7 separate regions of the Mus musculus genome follow, and regions 1, 2, 3, 4, 6 and 7 are each linked to region 5. Evidence: chromatin contacts called from public promoter capture Hi-C data. All regions are on one chromosome and are shown on one strand. Each heading gives the region's core, a stretch centred on a gene start, on an enhancer-like site or on the middle of the called end of the contact. The rest is flanking DNA. Distances are from core to core; before and after follow the strand shown. Region 1 holds the start of Ttc25 (tetratricopeptide repeat domain 25). Region 2 holds the start of Rab5c (RAB5C, member RAS oncogene family). Region 3 holds the start of Cnp (2',3'-cyclic nucleotide 3' phosphodiesterase). Region 4 holds the start of Ezh1 (enhancer of zeste 1 polycomb repressive complex 2 subunit). Region 5 holds the start of Smarce1 (SWI/SNF related, matrix associated, actin dependent regulator of chromatin, subfamily e, member 1). Region 6 holds the start of Nkiras2 (NFKB inhibitor interacting Ras-like protein 2). Region 7 holds the start of Mllt6 (myeloid/lymphoid or mixed-lineage leukemia; translocated to, 6).

What was found. Promoter capture Hi-C pulls out the DNA fragments that hold promoters and counts their contacts.
Region 1: a contact with region 5 is called in a promoter capture Hi-C map of pre-B cells, with 3 times the contacts expected there. The contact joins the promoter of Ttc25 here to the promoter of Smarce1 in region 5. A contact is called at or near these places in 4 of 39 promoter capture datasets (cranial neural crest, hippocampal neurons, liver and 1 more) and 1 of 115 datasets of contacts at active chromatin or transcription factors (large pre-B cells).
Region 2: a contact with region 5 is called in a promoter capture Hi-C map of liver, with 2.9 times the contacts expected there. The contact joins the promoter of Rab5c here to the promoter of Smarce1 in region 5. A contact is called at or near these places in 1 of 39 promoter capture datasets (liver) and 1 of 115 datasets of contacts at active chromatin or transcription factors (embryonic forebrain).
Region 3: a promoter capture Hi-C map of pre-B cells shows a contact between it and region 5, with 8 times the contacts expected there. The contact joins the promoter of Cnp here to the promoter of Smarce1 in region 5. A contact is called at or near these places in 2 of 39 promoter capture datasets (hippocampal neurons and pre-B cells).
Region 4: a promoter capture Hi-C map of embryonic stem cells shows a contact between it and region 5, with 2.3 times the contacts expected there. The contact joins the promoter of Ezh1 here to the promoter of Smarce1 in region 5.
Region 6: a promoter capture Hi-C map of pre-B cells shows a contact between it and region 5, with 6 times the contacts expected there. The contact joins the promoter of Nkiras2 here to the promoter of Smarce1 in region 5. A contact is called at or near these places in 2 of 39 promoter capture datasets (hippocampal neurons and pre-B cells).
Region 7: a contact with region 5 is called in a promoter capture Hi-C map of pre-B cells, with 2.5 times the contacts expected there. The contact joins the promoter of Mllt6 here to the promoter of Smarce1 in region 5.

What each region holds. Positions count from the first base shown.
Region 1 is chr11:100,544,206-100,546,905 of GRCm38.p6, forward strand. Ttc25 (tetratricopeptide repeat domain 25) reads left to right here and starts at 1,403. Exons shown (of 12, transcript NM_028918.3): 1 at 1,403-1,703. The coding sequence starts at 1,596.
Region 2 is chr11:100,736,638-100,739,595 of GRCm38.p6, forward strand. Rab5c (RAB5C, member RAS oncogene family) reads right to left here and starts at 1,578. Exons shown (of 6, transcript NM_024456.5): 1 at 1,441-1,578.
Region 3 is chr11:100,573,382-100,576,400 of GRCm38.p6, forward strand. Cnp (2',3'-cyclic nucleotide 3' phosphodiesterase) reads left to right here and starts at 1,558. Exons shown (of 4, transcript NM_009923.2): 1 at 1,558-1,687; 2 at 2,855-3,019. The coding sequence starts at 1,685.
Region 4 is chr11:101,225,206-101,228,044 of GRCm38.p6, forward strand. Ezh1 (enhancer of zeste 1 polycomb repressive complex 2 subunit) reads right to left here and starts at 1,258. Exons shown (of 21, transcript NM_007970.3): 1 at 1,191-1,258.
Region 5 is chr11:99,229,692-99,232,501 of GRCm38.p6, forward strand. It overlaps Smarce1 (SWI/SNF related, matrix associated, actin dependent regulator of chromatin, subfamily e, member 1), which reads right to left and starts at 1,326. Exons shown (of 11, transcript NM_020618.4): 1 at 711-1,326.
Region 6 is chr11:100,621,663-100,624,362 of GRCm38.p6, forward strand. Nkiras2 (NFKB inhibitor interacting Ras-like protein 2) reads left to right here and starts at 1,293. Exons shown (of 4, transcript NM_028024.2): 1 at 1,293-1,346; 2 at 2,530-2,637. The coding sequence starts at 2,544.
Region 7 is chr11:97,662,050-97,664,869 of GRCm38.p6, forward strand. Mllt6 (myeloid/lymphoid or mixed-lineage leukemia; translocated to, 6) reads left to right here and starts at 1,363. Exons shown (of 20, transcript NM_139311.2): 1 at 1,363-1,631. The coding sequence starts at 1,523.

The DNA.
Region 1 (2,700 bases), core at 153-2,652, 1.3 Mb after region 5:
GAAAGTCTCTGACTTTACCACATTTTCCCAAGTAATCAGTTATGGTGGCTTGAGACAGAGACTCCCCTGTTACTTGGGCTGGCCTTCACCTCACTATGTAACTGAGGCTGCCTTGAACTTGTGGCAATCCTGCTTCAGTCTCTCAAGTGCTAGAATTACAGATGTTGTGCTCATTTGTGTTTATACATTTGCCAGTAAGGACATCTTTTTTAGAGACTGAAAACGGTTTGCTTTGCTCCTACTGTGTGCTGGATTCTGTTCCTAATACATGCCCATTAAGCTGGATCCTGTTTCTGTTTTTGTGTTTGAAACTCGCTGTGTAGCCAGGGCTGGCCTGGAACTTGTTATGGAGACCAGAAAGCCTGTATCTCACAACCAACCTCCTACCTCTGTCTCTGGAGTAAGAAAATTAAAGACCCAGGCCACCAAGCCTGGCTCAGCTGAATTCTGGAAAGACAGTTTAAGACAAGATTCTGGGCTGGAGAGATGGCTCAGGGATTAAGAGCACTGGTGCTCTTGCAGAAGACCCAGGTTTAACTCCTAGCACCCAAGTGGTGGCTCAAAATCATGTATAACTCCAAGACTGTTTTAAAAAACCAATATAGTTGAGGCAGTTAACTGAGCTAGCTATCTAAGATATTATGGGTACTTAGAGGTACTGCTGTGTCTGTGTGGTGTGTGTGTGTGTGTGTGTGTGTGTGAACATGTGTGTGCTTGTGCACATGTGAATGTAGATGCCAGGGGACACTTCAGGAATGCATGTCTTTCTGTCTCTCCAGGGCTGGCTAATACAAGATGGTGCCATCACACTGGGCTGTACCAGGGTTGGGGGAACTGAAACAGAGAGCTGCATGCTTAGCATGCGCTTTACCAACTGAGTTATCCCCACAGCCATTACTCCTGAATGGCTGCAGAATTATGTCAGGCTAGACCTTAGTTTAGACTTGCTATTAGCAAGTGTTCCATAACTATGTGACATTGAAAGCTAAACCCATCACACTTTCCATTGCATTCTCATGCAAATCCTCACGTCCCTGAGGGCTCTATTATTTTCCTGTTCATTTGGCAGGTAGAACGCGTACTTTTCAGTTCCCTAATGTGCTTGGTCAAGGATCACGCAGCTAAGAAGTGACAAGAGAGAAGGCTGCCCAAGCCCTCTGACTCCGGTTCCAAAATTCTCTCTCCTTCCTAATGGGACCTGGAGTGCTTAAGCCTTAATCCTACTTGGAATTTTGCCTCCAATTCTCATTTTCTTGGCTTGCTTTGTCTGCGAGGCTTTCCACGTGGCAACTGGAGGGGAGAAGCAACCTACAAGCAAACAGCGATCACTCTGGAGCGCCAGCGTCCTGCAGCCGCCGGCCACGCGCTCAGCACTTGTCTGACCGGTGTGCGCAGCGTGGCGACACAGGCGCATGAGCACGCTGGGCGGGCTCACCCGGAGGCCTAACACCGCCAGGGGAGGGGAGGGGAGGGACCGGAAGTTAGACTATCTCTCTAGGTTGCTAAGAGACCGGGCTGTCCCAAAACAAGCCGGCGATTCTCCAGCCTCTTTTCCTTTCTGAATCTGCTTCAGAATTTCCAAAAGTAGGGTGACCATGTCGGACGGTGATATCTTAAGAAGCACTTTTCCCTCTTACATGGCAGAGGGGGAGAGGCTTTATCTGTGCGGGGAGTTCACTAAGGCCATTCAAAGCTTTACCAACGTGAGTTGCGCTTTGATCCTATTACTGTGTTGCCTTCCTCTTTTCCCCTCCTCCCTTTCCCTCTCTTCCTCCTCCCCTTCTTCTTTCCCTTCCCCTTCCTTCTCCTCTCCCCTCTTCTTTTTTTCTCTTCTTTCCTCTCTCAACCTCCTCCCCGCCTCCGCTCCTCTTTTGAGATAGACACTTGTTCTGTAGACCAGGGTGGTCTCGAACTACCCCTACTTCCTGAGAGATGACTTCCAATGTGCACCCTCATTCCCAACTTATGATTTGAAAGGAAGGTGCCCTCCTTATGTCCTCTGGAGGCCAACTCCCTATCTTGCAGTTGGCCTCTGGAATGATGGAACCCCAGCTTGCTACCTGGACCCACCACCATTGTGTTGTTGATGAAAGATTTGTGTGTATGTATACCACATGCATGCCTGGTACTTTTGGAAGCCAGAAGAGGGAACTGGATCCCTTGGAACTGGAGTTACAGGCAGTTATGTAGCACCAAATGGGTGCTGGGATCCAGATCTGGGTCCTCTACAGGAATAGTAAGTGCTGTTAACCAATAAATCAACACGATACCACCCCCCACCACACACACACACACACTTCACCACTTAAAGAAAAATATTTGTATGTGATGGGTGTTTTGCCAGCATGCATGGACCACATGCATACTTCCCTCTTAGAGTGTGGAAATGGACTGAGGGGTGTGAGCTGCCATGTAGGTGCTGGGACTTGAACCTGGGTCCTCTGGAAGAGCAGGCAGTCAGTCAGTTAGTGTTCTTAGCTGCTAAAAAATCTCCAGTCCCACCCAATTACCATTTTTTTTTCATCACCAGCAGCCCTGAGGTCCATTTTGTGGATATCATACTCCTGGTTCCCATGATATGCCACTGTCACACATAAACCCTGACTTTTGCCATTTTCTCTTATAGTTTCTCACTAATGCCTGCCAGTTGGAGACATAATGTGACCAATCATTAAATGTTTCATGATTACCTTTCTCTTG
Region 2 (2,958 bases), core at 328-2,827, 1.5 Mb after region 5:
GGAAACTGTCCAGAAGTAGGTTGGAAAGATCTCAAAGCAAAATGTTTAGCCTTTGTGTAGTAAGAAAAGCATCTTAAGTTGATCAGATCTCAAAAAACCAAAAAAAAAAAAGTTGATCAGAGATGCCCAAGGACTGAATGGCTTTCCCACTCTTCCTCCACTGCAAGACAGCAAGGGTCAGCTGTGGCTTCAGAATCAGGCTACTCCTCAGGAAGGCAGTCTCTAACCTGTACTTTGGCCGCATAACAAGAGAACCTTCCAGCTTGGTCAGAGATACCAGCCATTTCACACACTTAAGTCCCAAGGAAAACACAAGAATCCTGTGTCAATACAGTAGGGGAACTGGCACTTTCCAGCACACATAAGCAATTCCTTTACGGACGAAAACTATACCTGCCACGGTGATGTGGACTAACTGCTCTGTGAAAAAGTCCAAGCCAAGAGGGGAGTGGAGACTCTGGTGAGGAATGGACCTGTTGCTCAAGTGTATAGTGGTGTGTGATTCAGGGTGGTTAAGAGATGGTGCCTCAATTTCACACTACTCCTATTTGGTCTATTCTCCACCCCTATAGATAAGCAGGCAGCAGTCTCTCTAAGGAAACCACTCACATGCTCTGGAAGGACAGGGCTGGGCCTGAAGCAGGGGGGAAGGAGGAGGGGAGACAGAAGATAATGAATGGGCAGATCCTCCCTGATCTGTGATCTGTCCCTAGGATTGAGCAGAGCTCAGCTAAATTCTTTAGAGGCAGGAAGACGAACACACACTGAGAGAACTTAAGACAGGGCTGGGGGCATAACGTGCAGTCCAAGGAGAAGGCTGCCATTCCGTCTAAGTGACCCAGAATTCAAACTCTGCTGAGGTCCTCGTAAGCTCAAGAGGAAGTAAGGAACTGTAAGCGCGCAAAAACACTTCTGTGCGTGTACAACACTCTCATTCCGACATCCCCCCCCCCCCATCCCCGCATCTCCGAAAGGAAATCGAGATAAAGATAATTTCAGGGCTGCAGGGGGACAACTGGGTTTTTGGTTGGGATTGGGGAGTGGGAGGCGTAGAACACAGGAAAGGAAAACCAGGAGAGACAGCACTCTCCGTCACCTCTAAAAGAGAAGGGGGACAGGTTCCTTCGCACCTGGTAAAGACTCTTTGATTTTGAAAGCTGAGGGGGTGGGGAGCGGAACTTAAGAGTCCCTCTCTCCCACAAGTGGACTGGACAGGCCAGAGGAGAGCCTCAAAAGACTCCCAAAGGCTCCCGAAGGACAGGTTAGCGAAGGAAAGAGGAGCTCCCCCTTTGGCCTGACGCCCTGGTGAGCCCCTAAGAGGGGGCTACGGGTCGGGGGAGGGGTCAGTGTCCCCCTAAGCTAAGGTTGGGCAGGAGGAAAGGGTACCCCAGGGAGGCTACCACACAAGTGAGACACTGGCCCTGGGACAGGCACACTCACCGCGGCTCCGGGCAGCAGCGTTACTTTGGGCCGGGGCTTCCACAGACTCCGCTCCTCTCCCCCCCACCCCCGGCGGTGTCCCAGGCTCCGGCCTCCACTTCCGCCTTTCAGCCGCTCCGGATCCGGATCTTCAGCTCTGCCCCGCCTCTCTATATTCCCAGGTGACTGACAGAAAGAACAGACCAATGGGAGACACTCCGATCCTACCCACAATCAACGCGGGAAAGGAGGGAGAGTGCGCGCGAGGGATGGCGGGACTTGTAGTTCTCCGCACAGGGAGGAGCCGGGGGCTGCCTGGCACTTGGGTTTTGGGTGGAACCGGCTGCCGGTGGGGCGGAGCCGGTCCAGGCCTGCTTATCGCGTCACTGCCAGTTCCAAGTGCCGCGAGGGAAGGCGTGTGGCTGAGCTTTCCAAGAGAGCAGACAGAGGGCTGTTCATGCAGAATTGAGAAAGGAAAAATATGATGTTCACGTAGCCGCGCAGACCGGTCGTGTGCCCTCGGCAACTTGGAGAAGCCAAGCCCGCCCAGGAGGCTGATTGTTGAGGACATTCTATTATAGGAAAGGCGATGGAGTCAGGTGTAATGGCTCGATCCGAAGGCAGAGGCTTGCAGATCTCTGTGAGTAACAGCTAGGGTTATGTAGTAAGATCCTGGCTTAAAAAAAAAAAAAAAAAAGAAAAGAAAAGAAAAAGAAAAAAGAAAGAAAAAAAAAAGGTGATGAAATCTCTGAGAGCTCTATAGAATGGGCTCTCTGGGGGCTAGCGAAACGGCTCGACAGGTGAAGATGCTTGCAGCCAAGCCTGACTGAGTGCCGTGCCCAGGACTCACATGGAGTAAGACAGACTCCCACTAGTTGTCTTTTGACAACCACCCATCCACCCTCCCTCCCGCTAAATACTTGAAGAAATGTAATTTTTTTTTTTTAAAAGAAGGAGTTGTCTAGAGGATACTAAATGGTTGAAAAGGAGACCTGCTGCTGCCAAGGGTTGCTCTCACTCTCTCTTCCTTTCACATGGGCTCTCACTATGTAGTCCTGATTGGCCTGGAACTTACTTTGTAGATGGGTTGTATTTGAATTCACAGAGATCCTCCTGCCTCTACTTCTGGAGTGCTGGGATTAAACACATGTGCAACCACCACGACAGACTAAGCTTTCTTTCTTAGGCTCTGTTCCCAAATATACCAGACCCCCTCATCTCCCTCACTCTGCCCCCAGTCAGAATTAGCGCTCCTTCAAAGACTACCTGTGTTCTCTCTACCCGTCACTATAGATGAAAACCACTAACCCTTCTACCACAGGTCAGTTCTGTTTCTGTTGCTTCTAATTCCTTCTGTATGAATTAGGACCACTTTTTGTTTGTTTGTTTTTTGTTTTTTGTTTTTCGAGACAGGGTGTCTCTGTGTAGCCCTAGCTGTCCTGGAACTCACTTTGTAGACCAGGCTGTCCTCGAACTCAGAAATCCTCCTGCCTCTGCCTCCCTAGCGCTGGGACTAAAGGCATGCGCCACCACGCCCGG
Region 3 (3,019 bases), core at 308-2,807, 1.3 Mb after region 5:
TCTGTGAGTTTGAGGCCAGCCTGGTCTACACAGTGAATTCCAGGATAGCCAGAGCTGGACAGAGAGATCTCTCAAAGAAATAAAAAGTACATTTTAATTTATTTTTGTGTGCATTTATGTGTGCGGACCTACACACCTACTACCTGCCTGTGGCTGTCAGAGAAGAACAAGTCGAGGGAGTTGGTTTTCTATCATTCATGGCCTAGAAGTTCAACTCAGGGTAACGTGGCCATGTTAACAAAGCTATATCTCAACTGCTCCTGAGAAATTATATATAATTATATATCCGTTTGTTTTGTTTTGTTTTGTTGAGACAGGGTGTCTCTCTGTAGGCCTGGCTGTCCTGGAACTCACTCTGCAGATCAGGCTGGCCTGGAACTCACTGAGATCTGCTTGCCTCTGCCTCCCAAGTGCTGGGATTAAAGAAAAAAGTGAAAGTGAACAATGTCACCACGTCCTCGAAGCTAGGATGCACTTGCCTAGCTTGCAGGAACCCCAGCATCTTAAACAGCTGACATGTTCTTGTATGTATGAATTTCCAGCAAGAGGATAAGAAGTTCAAGGTCACCCTTTGTTACATAGAGAGTTTGAACTTAGCCTGGGTTACATGAGATTCATCTTTAAAACAAACCTTTTTTGGGGGATATCCAGCAAAGAAGACTGCTTAGACCCAAGCGGAAGCCAATAGAAAGTCTTTATTAGCCAGCCCCTCAGCCCCTTCACTAGACTTTTTTTTTTTTTTTTTTTTTTTTCCTGAGACAGGGTTTCTCTGTGTAGACCTGGCTGTCCTGGAACTCACCCTGTAGACCAGGCTGGCCTTGAACTCAGAAATCCACCTGCCTCTGCCTTCCAAGTGCTGGGATTAAAGGTGTGTGCCACCACCACCCAGCACTTTTCTCAGGGTAGGCTTTTAATCATAAAAACCACATCCTGTGTTGACACACCTAAGTCAGAAGCAGACTATAGGAGCCAAAAATCAAGGTTAGGACATTTAGGGCCTTTCCCAGAATTATGGACTTTGATGAATTAGGTCTTTGTTTTTGTTTTAGGAGGCGGTGATGCCTATCGGCCTGGTTTCGTGGCCTGAATGGTACTTCCTTCACATGTCAGTTGTGATAAGGTCTATGAGCCTGTTTCAAAATTTTAAACTATCTGACTGCACCCATTTCATCCCAGCCTGCCTGGGAACCCAGGAAAGGCAACTGCCTCCTGTTTTAAGAGTTCATCTCTCTCCTGGTGATGTCTTTAATCCAAGCACTTGGGAGGCAGAGGCAGGCAGATCTCTGTACCAGGCCAGCCTGATCTACATGGTGAGTTCCAGGACAGTCAGGGCTACATAGTGAGTTCCTGTCTCAGAGAAGGGAAAAAGTTAAACTTTAACTTTTAAGGAACAAAGAGGTGGCGTGGCGGACTCTTTCTTGGCATTGAGAGTCCAGGTGTGCTTTTACTTTCTGCCAAGGCTCAGACCGCTGCTTCCTGGCACTCAGGTTTCCATTCCCCGGGGGCGCGTGCGCAGAGGCTCGGGCTGACCCCGCCCTGTCCGCGCGCCCCGCCCCCAGGCTATGAAAGGGACCCTGCGTGGGGGGGCCCCGGACACCCGGAGACGCCCGTGTCCCTCACGCAGGCGGGCGGCCCCGGAGACATAGTACCCGCAAAGGCGGTGACGGCGGTGCGCCCACTCATCATGGTGAGCGCAGCGCGTGCGTGGGGGCCGGGGCGGGAGAGAGGCTAACTGAAAGCGAGATTCTTGGGGATGCATGGGCAGAAGTAGTTTGCAAATGAGGACACCAGGTTCCGGAGTTGAAGTTGCCTCTGGGTCCTCCAAGGCAGCCCTAAGGCAAGGGGCGCGAGCGGGGATATTTTGGGGGAGTCTTAGTGTCTTTGGAGAAGGAAATATCGCCGCAGGGAAGTGAAAGTCGATGCTCCTTGGCGACACCAGCTGGCAAATGGGTCTGGGTAGCACCAGAGAGTGCAGGGCTGTTGTGGAGCCCGCGCTGGGAGTGGGTTCCTGCACAAGGCTATAGAGAAGCCAGAAGCCAGCTAAATTCTCAGGGGCGGAAGCCGTTGTAGATGACAACTGAAACCGCTATGTCTTGTTTTTGTCAGAGAGGTGCTGCTAACACACAGCAGAATAGGGGGCACAGATCTCTGAATACAGGTGCCCTGTGCCCTAATCCTACAGATTGGGGGAGGGGGCGCACTGAGAGAGCAGAGGAGGAGGTGGTTGTGAATATGCCCTTTGTCCAGTGCCCTCCTGCCCTGCCCCCCACCAGCCCTCTGTGGGACCATTGTCCCCCTATACCCAGACAAGAGAGTATTATCTGTTGGTGCCATTGTTGGGTGGAGGGAGGCGGTCTTTGGGTCACCCTCCCCTGCCCTCACCCTCCTCTGCACACTCAAGAGAGCCAAGGCAGCTGTGGCTTTGCCCATACATAGAGCCCCAGGCCTCCAAACAGGACATCCTTAAGAGGTGCCAAGAATATATAAGTTAGGGCTGACAGGGAGCCACAGGCACTTGCTGCCCTTGCGTGCCCTGTCACCAAGGTGTTCTGAGGGGGAGCAGAGAGTGATCCTTGGAGCCAGAGACTAAGAGGTTAGGTAGCTTCAGAAAGATTCCCTCTACCTTACAACCCAGCTGTTGAAGATACTGAAGGATCTACTGCGAGGAAGAAAATCCACCATTCCCCTCCGGGGAAAGCATCCACCATTCAAGGGTGCTTTAAGTTAGGCTTGGGGATTCCTCAACTGACAAGCGGTCCCCCTCTGGGAGAACTCGGCCAGAGACTAGGGTGTGGTGCTTGCGGGCTGGCTTTGAGGAGCCGGGGCTGACATCTCCTCCTCCCTTCTTACACAGAACACAAGCTTTACCCGCAAAAGCCACACATTCCTGCCCAAGCTCTTCTTCAGGAAAATGTCATCCTCAGGAGCAAAGGAGAAGCCAGAGCTGCAGTTCCCTTTCCTTCAAGATGAGGACACGGTGGCTACCCTCCACGAGTGCAAGACGCTATTCATCCTGCGC
Region 4 (2,839 bases), core at 8-2,507, 2.0 Mb after region 5:
GGCATAGGTTCCATACTTTGGCTAATCAGTTTACCCACACCTCCAACACTAACCTCCATCTAATCTATTTCCATTCTCTTCCTTGTGCCCCACCACCTACATCATCTCAGTGGTCACTTTGACCAAAGTAAGCTCGTCCCACATGGTGAAAAGCCTGCTCAGCGGTTAAGAACACTTGTTGCTCTTGCAAACAACAAGGACTGGCTCAGTTCCCTGCTCCCACATGGTGGTATGTAAGCATCCTTAACTCTAGTACCAAGGGATTCGATGTCCCTGGAACCATCCATACATAGAGTGCACACACATTAAAAACAAACAAACAAACAACAACAACAACAACAAAAACCCAAACAACTAAATCTTAACAATTCTCGCCAGGCGTGGTGGTGCACTCCTTTAATCCCAGCACTGGGAGTCAGAGGCAGGCGGATTTCTGAGTTCGAGGCCAGCCTGGTCTACAGAGTGAGTTCCAGGACAGTCAGGCTACACAGAGAAACCCTGTCTCGAAACACGCCCCCAAAAAAAATTCTCTTAAAGCTTTGTCTCACATCTACTTCCTGACAAGTTATGTCCCAAATATAGCACCTTCCCTTTTACTTCGGGATGCGTTCATTTACATATCGTTTCTGGGAATTCTGGGGACGGGAGAGACAGTCACAGTTTGAAGACAAATCCTCACTCAAACCCGGAACTAAAGTGAGGCGAGTTAGACCAGCGACAAGGTCCGGGAGCAAAATGTTGAGGAGGTGCCGCGCGACCCCGGGAATCTCGACCCTGACACTTGGGCGTCTTAAGAACCTCTCACACTTGGCGGGCATCTCGGCCTGGCCACCCCTTCCTCAACATCACTCAAAGCCTCTGCGAGCCCGAGCCACCCGGGCCTCTGGCCCTCCCGCTTACAAGAGTCAGGGTCCCCTGGCAGACGCCAAGGCCCACCCACGTTGGCACGGGCCACCAGCCGGGTCCGCCCCCGCCGCGCCCCCTCCGCCACGCGGCCCCCCGCAGCTCGCACGCGCTGTCGCCCCGGGTCCCACCACACTCGGGACGACAGGCTTCGCGCTACCCCGGGTCAGGCAATGGTGTGGCCCTCAGTTTCCTCATTTCTTCGCCTCCCCAGCCCTGAGGTTCAAGCGTCACGCCAAGCCCAGGCCCGGCCCCACCGCCCAGCCCCGTCTTGTTTACTCACTCACCCTCCATCCTGAGACGCAGCCACCCGCCACTAGGACGCCTGCGCGCTACGGCCACGCCCCTGCGCCGCGGCCACGCCCCGCGCCTCCCCTCCGTGCGCGTGCGCACTCTGAGGGTGGATCACCTGGGCTGCGGTCTTCGCAGGTGTGTGTTTTCGCTAAGGTGATGTAGCTCTAGTCCGACACTTTCCTAGGTGGCGCTGTCAGAGAAAAGTCATCCTGGAGCCACAGATCTCTTCTTGAAGACTTTATTCAGCAGCGCACCATTGCCAACCGTGTTTAGACAACTTACAAGTCAAATTTTGGAAGACAGCCTGCCTCTGCCTCCCAAGTGCTGGGATCAAAGGTGTGCGCCACCACGCCCGGCTTGAGAATATTGTTTTAATATTTATTTATTTATTTATTATATGTAAGTACACTGTAGCTGTCTTCAGACACCCCAGAAGAGGGCATCAGATATCATTACGGATGGTTGTGAGCCATCATGTGGTTGCTGGGATTTGAACTCACGACCTTCAGAAAAGCAGTCGGCGCTCTTAACCGCTGAGCCATCTCTCCAGCCCTCGAGAATATTTTTTAAACCTCTCCACAAGATACTTAATATTACAAAAAGGGAATAGTAACTATAGAGGCAAGAAATATCCATCATCAGAAACGAACAGGTTCTTTTTTTCAAAATATTTTATTATTTATTTATTTGCGTATGTGTGTTTTAATACATGCTATGGTGGTTTTTGGTTTTGGTTTTTTGTTTTTTTGGGGGGGGTGGTTTTTCGTTTTCGTTTTGTTTTTGTTTTTTTCGAGACAGGGTTTCTCTGTGTAGCACTGGCTGTCCTGGAACTCATTTTGTAGACCAGGCTGGCCTCAAACTCGGAAATCTGCCTGCCTCTGCCTCCCAAGTGCTGGGATTAAAGGCATGCACCACCACTCCCCGGACTTTTAGTTATTTTTTAACGATGCATTTGTTTGTTTTAGTGTGTGTGTGTGTGTGTGTGTGTGTGTGTGTGTGTGTGCCTGGGTGTATGTATCTGTACCATGTGTTTGTGGGCATACTTGGAGGCCAAAAGAGGCCATCAGATCCCCTGGGACTGGAGTTGCTAACCGTAGTGAGGTACCATGTAGGTGCTGAAGATCAAATCTTGGTCCTTTTTAAAGTCGCCTTTGTTCTTATCCACTGTACCATCTCTCCAGCCTCCACTATTCTTTTCCTTTTATCAAAAACTTTGGAGGTAGGTATAGTGGTGGCACACATCTTTAATCCCAGCACTTTGGAGGCAGAGGCAGAGGCAGGTGTCTGCAGAAAAGGGACTGAGGTGCATATTTTACATATCAAAGTGGACCTGGCCTCCAAGTTCTCCCAGCAACCCTTCAGTTCCTACCTGGCATACCCTGCCCCCAACCCTGAACTTTCCAGCCCAGGGGCTGGGCTGCTGTTTCTCCAGAGAGGTTCTTCCCTGTATAATCCAGACATTTCTCATGCTGGCGCTATCCGGCTCTGCTCGCGCGCTCAATCTCTCTCTCTCTCTCTCTCTCTCTCTCTCTCTCTCTCTCTCTCCTCCCTCCCTTTCTCTTTTCCTTTCTCTCTTTCCCTCTTCCTCCCTAGCCCCACTTCCCCATGGCAACTCCCCTAGCCACAATCCTTGAGGGCAGAG
Region 5 (2,810 bases), core at 76-2,575:
GGGCTAAGCATATAAACTCTAGTAGTGAGTGGATCTAACCATTGTGCCTGGGACGCAACTCTGTATTTATTGAATTAATTACCTTACTGGTCAGGCTTATAACACAGTCTTACTCACTAGTCACAACGACCCTACCCGATGCGTATGACTGTCCCCATTTTACAAAGGAAGAAAACAGTCTCGGGGCGATTAAGTGTCTAAGGCCAGAGACCCGGAATTGTCAGAGATGGGTTTAAACCCAACCCACACCGTCTCAGACTTCACTCCAGGCCACCCCGGGAATCCTTAAGTCGCTGCCTGAACCAAATAAAAAATAAAAATAAACAAAGGGGGGGGGGGACGACCACCTTCGTGGTGGGTGAGGATCCCCGCTGGCCTTGCCCAGAGGGTTTCCGGAGATCCTTTCCCTGGAGTTTTGTGGCGGGCGGAGGGCGAGCTTTTCTGGAAACTCCCCTGCAGGGGGTTGTGCATTGGTGCTCACCGGCGTCGGGAGTCCCGCGGAAAGGGACTACCGGCGCCTCCGAGGAGCTGTTCCGGACGGGGTTGCCCCGCCGCCGCTAGGCCTCACCGAGGCCGCACCGGCTCTAGCTCCCGCCTCGCAGCCGAGGCCGAACCCCAGCACCCCGCGGGAGCTCGGGGTCCCGCCAAGCAGAAACACCACCGCTCGCCACCCTTCCCCGACCGGGTTGGGCCCACTGGGAAACACTCACCCGCGGGCCGAGCAGGCGCCCGCAGCTCCGGCTTCGCTTCCCTTTGTCCCGCGCTCGCCCCGCCCCTCGCGCCGGAGCTTCCGCGCTCGCACTTTCCACACGCTCCCGGGAATTGTCTGCCGGCCGCGGCCGGCTCCCGGCAGACGAACAGCCCTTCCAGTGAGCACGCGGCGAGGCTTAGGGCGCCAAGGATTTTTAAAAAAAATTTCGTCAGGCTCCTGGGTTTCCTCAGAAGTCTTCCAATTTGGATCCCGTCCCAGTCGGGCGCCGATTCGTCACGGCGAGGAGGGCGGAGAAGGCTGGGCCGCGTTGCGGGCCCTGGTTCGCGGCCCGGCGGCAGGAACTGCGCAGACTGCGCGCCCGGGGCTTCACTGAGGCGGTGGGCGCCGCCGCGTGAGGCGGGCGCCGGAGGGGAAAGGCTCGCCGGAGCCTCTCCCGGGAGAGGGTGGGACGCAGTTCCCACACACCATGCACTCTGGCTTTTCCCTTCGCTCTGGTCTTCAGTCCTCCGCTGATGGACGTATGAATGGAGAAGATGGAGAATGTAGGCGGGGAGGACCCGGGTCGCTGCGTTTAGGTCCTTGCTGGCGCCCAGCGGGGCTCCCCTGCCTCCGCCTAAGCGAAAAGCAACACGGGAGTTTTGTAGTTTTCCCAGATGTTTCTAGAGGTCGAGTGATGGCGGCGGGTTTCTGCGCCTAGGGTCCTCAGATGTCAGCTCACTCCTTCCAGCTGGCATACCTGTGACAATTCACATCCCTTCCCAGGAGGGCCAGTTCAGCTCAGCCTCGCTTGTCTTTAAACAGTTCAGTGTTTCTTTGTGATGCCCTCCTGGAACTTTCCCAAGCCGGTCCTGTATCTGATACCCTCTATATGGGATTGGGCCATCTGCTATCTTGGAAAGTCTTGAAAACAAAGTTTTAGGCATCTGGACCGGACAATTTCATAATTACCAATGATTTCTAAGGGCTAGACATGTAATTGTTCAGTGAGTGTGCGTGGAGCCACCTTTCTGGACCATTCCAGGGCTATTTTTTTTTTAAACTAATTAACGAATACTTTGGCGGATTATACAAAGTAGAGAACACTTGGCTAGTGTGGGTCACGTCACGGTGGAGGAAAAATGAACAGAGCATCTGTGGTTATCTAAGGTCAATGTTAGCATCTAGAGAAACTGGCTGAATGCTGGGACTACCTGTTGGCCCTTATCCTGGTTGTGACAACAGGAAGTGAGGTATCTTTAGAAGTGATAAGTGATAATACTGTCCAGTTCTTCCATCGCCCAATATTTTCATACTCTGGTGAAATTATCGAAATGAACCGGTATTGTAAGGAAAGACTAAAGGAGAGGTTTGTTTTGTTTTGTTTTCAGATGAATGCATAGCATAAGGGAATGATCTGAAAATGTTTTTTTTTTAACACAAAGAGCATAGAGAAGGTGAATGTAGGATCCACACAATTACAGCAGGGATCCAGTGGCTTCTTCCTCTGCCCAGTAATTCCAGCCTTGTTACTTCCCGGTCTTAGCAAGGACTATGGAATGGTGGAAAAGGGGGTACAGGCACAGTGCTCCGGAGCATGTGTGCACGCGCATGCATGCTGCAAGGTGCCATTCCCAGCTGGGCAGTTAGTTCTCTGAAACTCAGCGGTGTCTGCATGCTGTGGTGGGAAAGGGCTGGCACAAAATTGGCTTAAAAAAGGGGAATTGATTGAGTTCTAAGTGGACAGCGGCATGGCATTCTTTCTTGTTCTTTTTACTTCTGTGAGGCGCTAGGGATTGAATCCAGGGTCCCGAACAGGTCCTGCAGCACTTTTCTTTCCTTTCCTTTTTTCTTTTTTTTTTGGTTTTCCGAGACAGGGTTTCTTTGTGTAGCCCTGGCTGTCCTGGAACTCATTCTGTAGACCAGGCTGTCCTCGAACTCAGAAATCTGCCTGCCTCTGCCTCCCGAGTGCTGGGATTAAAGGCGTACGCCACCACACCCGGCCTGCAGCACTTTTCAAATAATGCTGTCTACTATTATATCTCCCCAGAATTATAGGATTTTATAATTATGGTTATGATGCGTGTGTGTGTGTGTGTGTGTGTGTGTGTGTGTGTGTTTG
Region 6 (2,700 bases), core at 43-2,542, 1.4 Mb after region 5:
TTTAATCTGGGACACACCTTCTGCTAGAGGCCTTCATAAGGACGTTGGAAGAAGAGCGATTCACTCTTCTTTGCTTGCTTGCACTTACTTGCCAGCACATCTGTTGGAACCTACTACTTCAGGATTCCAGCTTAGGCAGAAGACCAGCTGAAACAACGAGCCTCGTGGGACTGAGAGAACTACTAGATTCTTGAACTTCTCATTCACAGCTGCCCACTATTGGGTTAGTTAGAATACAGACTGTAAGTAATTACAGTAAATCACCTTAATTTATAGAGACATTCCATAAGTTGTGTGACTCTAGAGAACCCAGACTGATACAAGAAATGTCATGGTTCTTGTATTTCCTCTGCTTCAGAAATCTCTGTGCTATTCGGCCCTTCAAACATGAACACAGACACCCCCCTTTCCTCCCTCCTCTTTGGTACCTGTCACCTCTAAGTTAAATGCCCCTCTGCCATGCCCATAGCACCCCACTTCAATAACAGCATTCATCATGGTTGGTTTTAATTGTTACTTTGGCTGGCTAATTATTCTAGACAATGAATTTATGGTTCAATCATTCTAACTTGTAGCTTTTCCTTTGTATATGGCCCTACTTAAGGCACAAACAAGACAAAGTAGGTGCTGGGGTGTTTGGTTTCTTTGTCTGTTTGTTTTTGAGACAGGGTCTCTGTATAGACTATGTTGTCTTCAGAAAATCTCCCTACTTCACCCTCCCAAGTGCTGGGATTCAAATGTGAGCCTCCATTCTAAGTTCAAAAAAATTGCATGGTTAGTTGAGCGTGGTGGCATGTGCCTTTAATCTCAGCGCTCGGGAGGCAGAGGCAGGTGGATCTCTGTGAGTTCAAAGCCATCATGGTCTACAGAGTGATTTCAAGGCCAGCCAAAGCTACACAGAGGAACCCTGTCTTGAAAATCAAAAGAAAAAAATTGAGGCTCAAAGAGCATTTGCCTAGTATGTGCACGATCCTGGGTTCCATTCATAGCATAGCATAGCCAAGAAAAGAAAAAGAAAACTTGTCGCATAGATGATAGAACGAAACGTCACTGGTCACTGTCTTTTAGAGAGAGAACATTTTAGTGTCAGAGCCTGGAACATCGGCTTAATAACCAGACACAAGTTCTGGTGGGTATTTCCCCGCCGGCCTCTGGGGGCGCTGTGCGATCCGCGCTCACTTTACGCCGCCGGAAGTTGTCTTGAAGGCTGGCCGTTGCGGGGCGGGACCTCTGGGTCAGTCCTTCCACCCAGAGGAAGAGGGCCGTCTTTACGGTCGAGCTGCCCCTCCCATGGTCCGGCCCACTCCGGGGGGCACCTCAGCGGGAGTGCTGCGGGGACCCGGGAGGTATGGAGCTGGGAGGCAGGGCTCAGCGCGGCCTCTGTCTCGGATTCACTTTGGTTGTCCTGTGATTGCCTCTGAGATTCTGAGGGGTGCCCTTCAGGGGTACTCTGTGGCGGCGGCCTCTGGCAGCCTCTCGAGTGTCGCTTACTAAAAGGCTCACACCACGGGGTGGAGATGAGCGACAGGAAACTCTCCTGGAGAGGTTTCTGCTTGGGACCCCTTTGAGGCTTACCTCTGGATCTCTGCTTTCTGGGGGGAGGAGGAAGGGGCGATTACTGGCGCTCCCCGGGTGCCTGTGTCAGGAAGTTTCCCTTTAGAAGGACCTCTCTCTGCAGTCTCAAGAGAGTTTATAAATCTGAGCTTTCTCTGTGCCTGTCAGTTCAAGGGATGTAAAAGCCATCTTTCGGAAGCACTTTTCTCTTTATTCTGTTTCTTGTCAGATCTTTATTTTACCGGTGGATTCAACTGGGAATGGTTAAATGGAATTTATTGCCATCCAAATTAGTCATTCAAGAAAGCAAGTTATGCCGGGCAGTGGTGGTTGCACGCCTTTAATCCCAGTACTTAGGAGGCAGAGACAGTCAGATTTCTGAGTTCGAGGCCAGCCTGGTCTACAAAGTGAGTTCCAGGACAGCCAGGGCTATACAGAGAAACCCCGCCCCCCCCCCCCCGAAAGAAAGAAAGAAAGTTTTTCTCCATATTTGCACACTCTCCCTGAGGAAAAGATGTCAAGAAGAATCTAAAATCCCTGCTTCTTTCTTCACGGAAGTCATGGTTAAAAGGAGAAAACAGCCTGGTGTGCATATGCCTCAACTATTTCATCAGCTGGGAGCCAGCTTGGGGTACATGAGACCCTGTCTCAAAACAACCCCCTCCCCCCAAAATCAAACAAAAAGAACAGGAGTATTTGTGGAACTTCCTTCAGTATTTGGTGCCCTATCTTGTGCACAGGAACAAACCCGGCCAGCTGTTTTTGTCACCCCACTCTCTAAGCCCCTCCCTTTGTGGTGCCATTAACCCCACCCTGGCTGTGTGCCAAATCCTGGCCACTCATGGGATAAGGAGGTTAATTACAGCTCACTGCTCAGTAGTTCGGTAAACATCAGGGTGGTGCTAACTCCCTGATGCTCCCTGGCCTGCTGTTTGGATTCTGTCTTCCCTCACCACACGGCTTCTGTCCTTTTAGGTTGAAAGCTAAGCATGGGGAAGAGCTGCAAGGTGGTCGTGTGCGGCCAGGCATCTGTGGGCAAAACTTCAATCCTTGAGCAGCTTCTGTACGGGAACCATGTCGTGGGTGAGTGTTGCTGGGCCCGGGAGACTGGCAGAAGACCTTGAGTGAAGGATCTGGTCACATCCT
Region 7 (2,820 bases), core at 113-2,612, 1.6 Mb before region 5:
GTCTTTGAAGTGTGGATGAAGCCCCCAGGGCTGCCTTCTCCCCTCTGCCACCCAACCTCCCGCTGAGGGGGTATTTGACCTTTGGTCCCTGTGGGGGCGCCGTCTTTCCCCTTGCAAAGAAAAAAGGGGAATCAGATCTCGTCTTTGGGCTTATACCAGTCTGGGGGAAGTCTTGGGTCGCTTTCCATCAAACCCTAGACCCAATTTCGGGGACTTTAATCCTTCGTGGTGCGTTTTTGTACGCTACTGTGATTCTATACCTGCCCAGAAGTCAAGGCGTGATTCTGTTGGCAAGCACTTCCGAGGCAGCTTTACTCACTTTAAAACGCAAGGCACGCCCTGAGGCTAGGGGTGGAGTTACGACTTAGAACAGAGATCTTGAATTAAGGTGGGGTACCTCATTGTACCCCTAAGGTGCCTAGAGACCTTGACATTGAAGACTTCAAAGGGAAGTTCCTGGAGGGCAGGAATACCTCTACTCTGGCGCGCAGCCGACTCTAGCATTCAACAAATTTTTGTGCGGGGCGTGGTGGTGCACGCCTTTACTCTAGCACTTTGGTGGCAGAGGCAGAATTGGGAGTTCAAGGTCATCCTTCACTAAGTGGTGAGTTCGAGGCTAACCGGAGCTACTGGTGATCCTGTCTCAAACTAACAAAAAAGATTTGTAAAGTAAGTAAAAGTTTACACGTGGCATTGTCTACCCTCCAGAGTGACCTCCAGGGACAGCACCCATGAGCTGCCATCCAGAGACACCATTCCCATTCCAAGAACAAGCACGGGTAAATGGTTTAACATCGCTCCAGTTCTTTTTAAGAGCCCTGGTTTTTTTCATCTTCCCTAGATTTCCCTAGGGTTGAAGAACACCCAGAGAAGGGGGATGGGAGACCGGAGACCCAAAGTGTGACACGGAGGGGAGGACTCGGGAACTACCCACCTAGAGTCATAAAGGGAAAAAGAAAAGACGGGGAAAGCTGCACTGAGCGCACGAGCGAAAAGCTCCCTACCAAGCCAGGCTTTGTTCCCTGAACCTAAGACTTTACCCGGCGGCGGGCGGGCCGGGAGCGAGCGAGCGAGCGGAGGCGCGCGGCCATGGCTGCCGCGGCCGGGCAGGGGGGCCGGGGGGGCGGCGCGTGAGCGGGCGGCGCGGGGCGGGCGGGCGCCCGCGATGTGCCACTCGGCGCCTCCCCCGCCGGGCCCTGCTTGCACCGCGGCCGGGCGGCTCTGGTAGCCGGCGAGCGGCGCGGAAGGGGAGCGCGGCGCGCGAGTCTCATTGTTGGGGGGGGGGGGCCCGTCGGGGCATGAGGGCGAGAGCACGGCGGGGGGGGCGGCCAGACAGAGCGAGCGAGGAGGAGGAGGAGGACGCCGAGGAGGAGGAAGGAGGAGGCAAAGAAAAGAAGCGGCGGCGGCGGCGGCGGAGGAGGGGGCGAGGAGGCGCGCGGCCCCCGCTCCCTCCCTCCCCCCCTGACCCCCGACCCCCGCCGGCCGGCCCCCAGCCCCAGCCCCGGAGGGAGCTCATGGGAGTATGAAGGAGATGGTAGGAGGCTGCTGCGTATGTTCGGACGAGAGGGGCTGGGCCGAAAACCCGCTGGTCTACTGCGATGGGCACGCGTGCAGCGTGGCCGTCCACCAAGGTAAGGGGAGGGGGGAGACGGCCGGCGGGGGGGGGGGAGCTGCGGGACCCCGGGGCGGCGCGCGCACGGGGTGCCCTCGGCCGCGCCCTCCGGAGCCCTCCTGGGGCGCCTGCCCCTCCCCCACCCACCTGAAGCGAAAGGCGGCGTGGGCTCCCCCCCATCCCCAGCCTGGTCCTCCAGGACCGGGTCAGGCATTGTTTTCTTGCCTATTGTTCAGTCCCGCGCCCCCCACCCCAAGTTGAAGGAGTTTTGGGGAGAGTCCAGGGCGCAAGGAGTGAACTCCCTGAGCCCCGCACCGCCGGTGTCAGGGCTGTCCCGGGAATGTTTACCTGCGAGGTAACCCCCCCTCCCGCCCGGTTTATTTTGGTTCCCGCTCCGGGAGGAAGAGGTCAAGGGGGGGTCATCCCCCTTCGCTTCCGGATACTGGGAGGAGCGGAATTGGGAAGGGAGGAGAAGGGTCCCACGGGAGAAGGGATCCTGAAACCCTCCGGGGAAGAGCTGAGGCTGGGAGAGCGGTTTTACAGGGGGCCGGAATGGAGGAGAGAGAGGTTTGGAGTTTCCCCCTGCCGCCGCACATGGTTCGGGAGTTAACTCCTTAAGGAATCTTGCCGAGGGCGCAGGCTGGCATCTCCGCCTGTCTGGCACAGGCAACCACCACCACCCCCCTTCCCAAGACAACCCTTAATGCTGTGGCTGCGGGCCTTTCCCGCCACTCTCCTCTGGGTACCTGCCCCGCACCTGCCCTCTGTTTTCACTTTTGACCTGTACGTGTGACAGAGGCAGAAGATGAGGTCCTTGAACCCCCGACTTCCTTGGCTTATCCCTTACTGGCCCTTTAAGAAGCACCCCCCCTCCCCTCATAACAACAAAACGTGTTACAATCATGACTATTTCTTGTTCTGGTGCCTAGGGGACTGGTCAGGGCAGAGGCGGCGGGGGGGGGGGGGGGGGAGGGGGAGGAATTCAGGTCCAGAAAAAAGGGAGAGGGGTGGGATGAGAATGGAGGATCTTTGGAAGTTTAAGGTCAAGGACTCTGTCAGACTTTTTGCCCCTGTTTGAAATGCTTGGTTGTGTGATTGAAGGCTGGCTCTATGCGGTTGGACATTTCTTGTAGTCCTGTTCCATTGAGTGATCCCGGGTCTGGGGAGCAGCCCCACCTACTGGGCTGGCTTTAGTAGGCTGGGTCTCT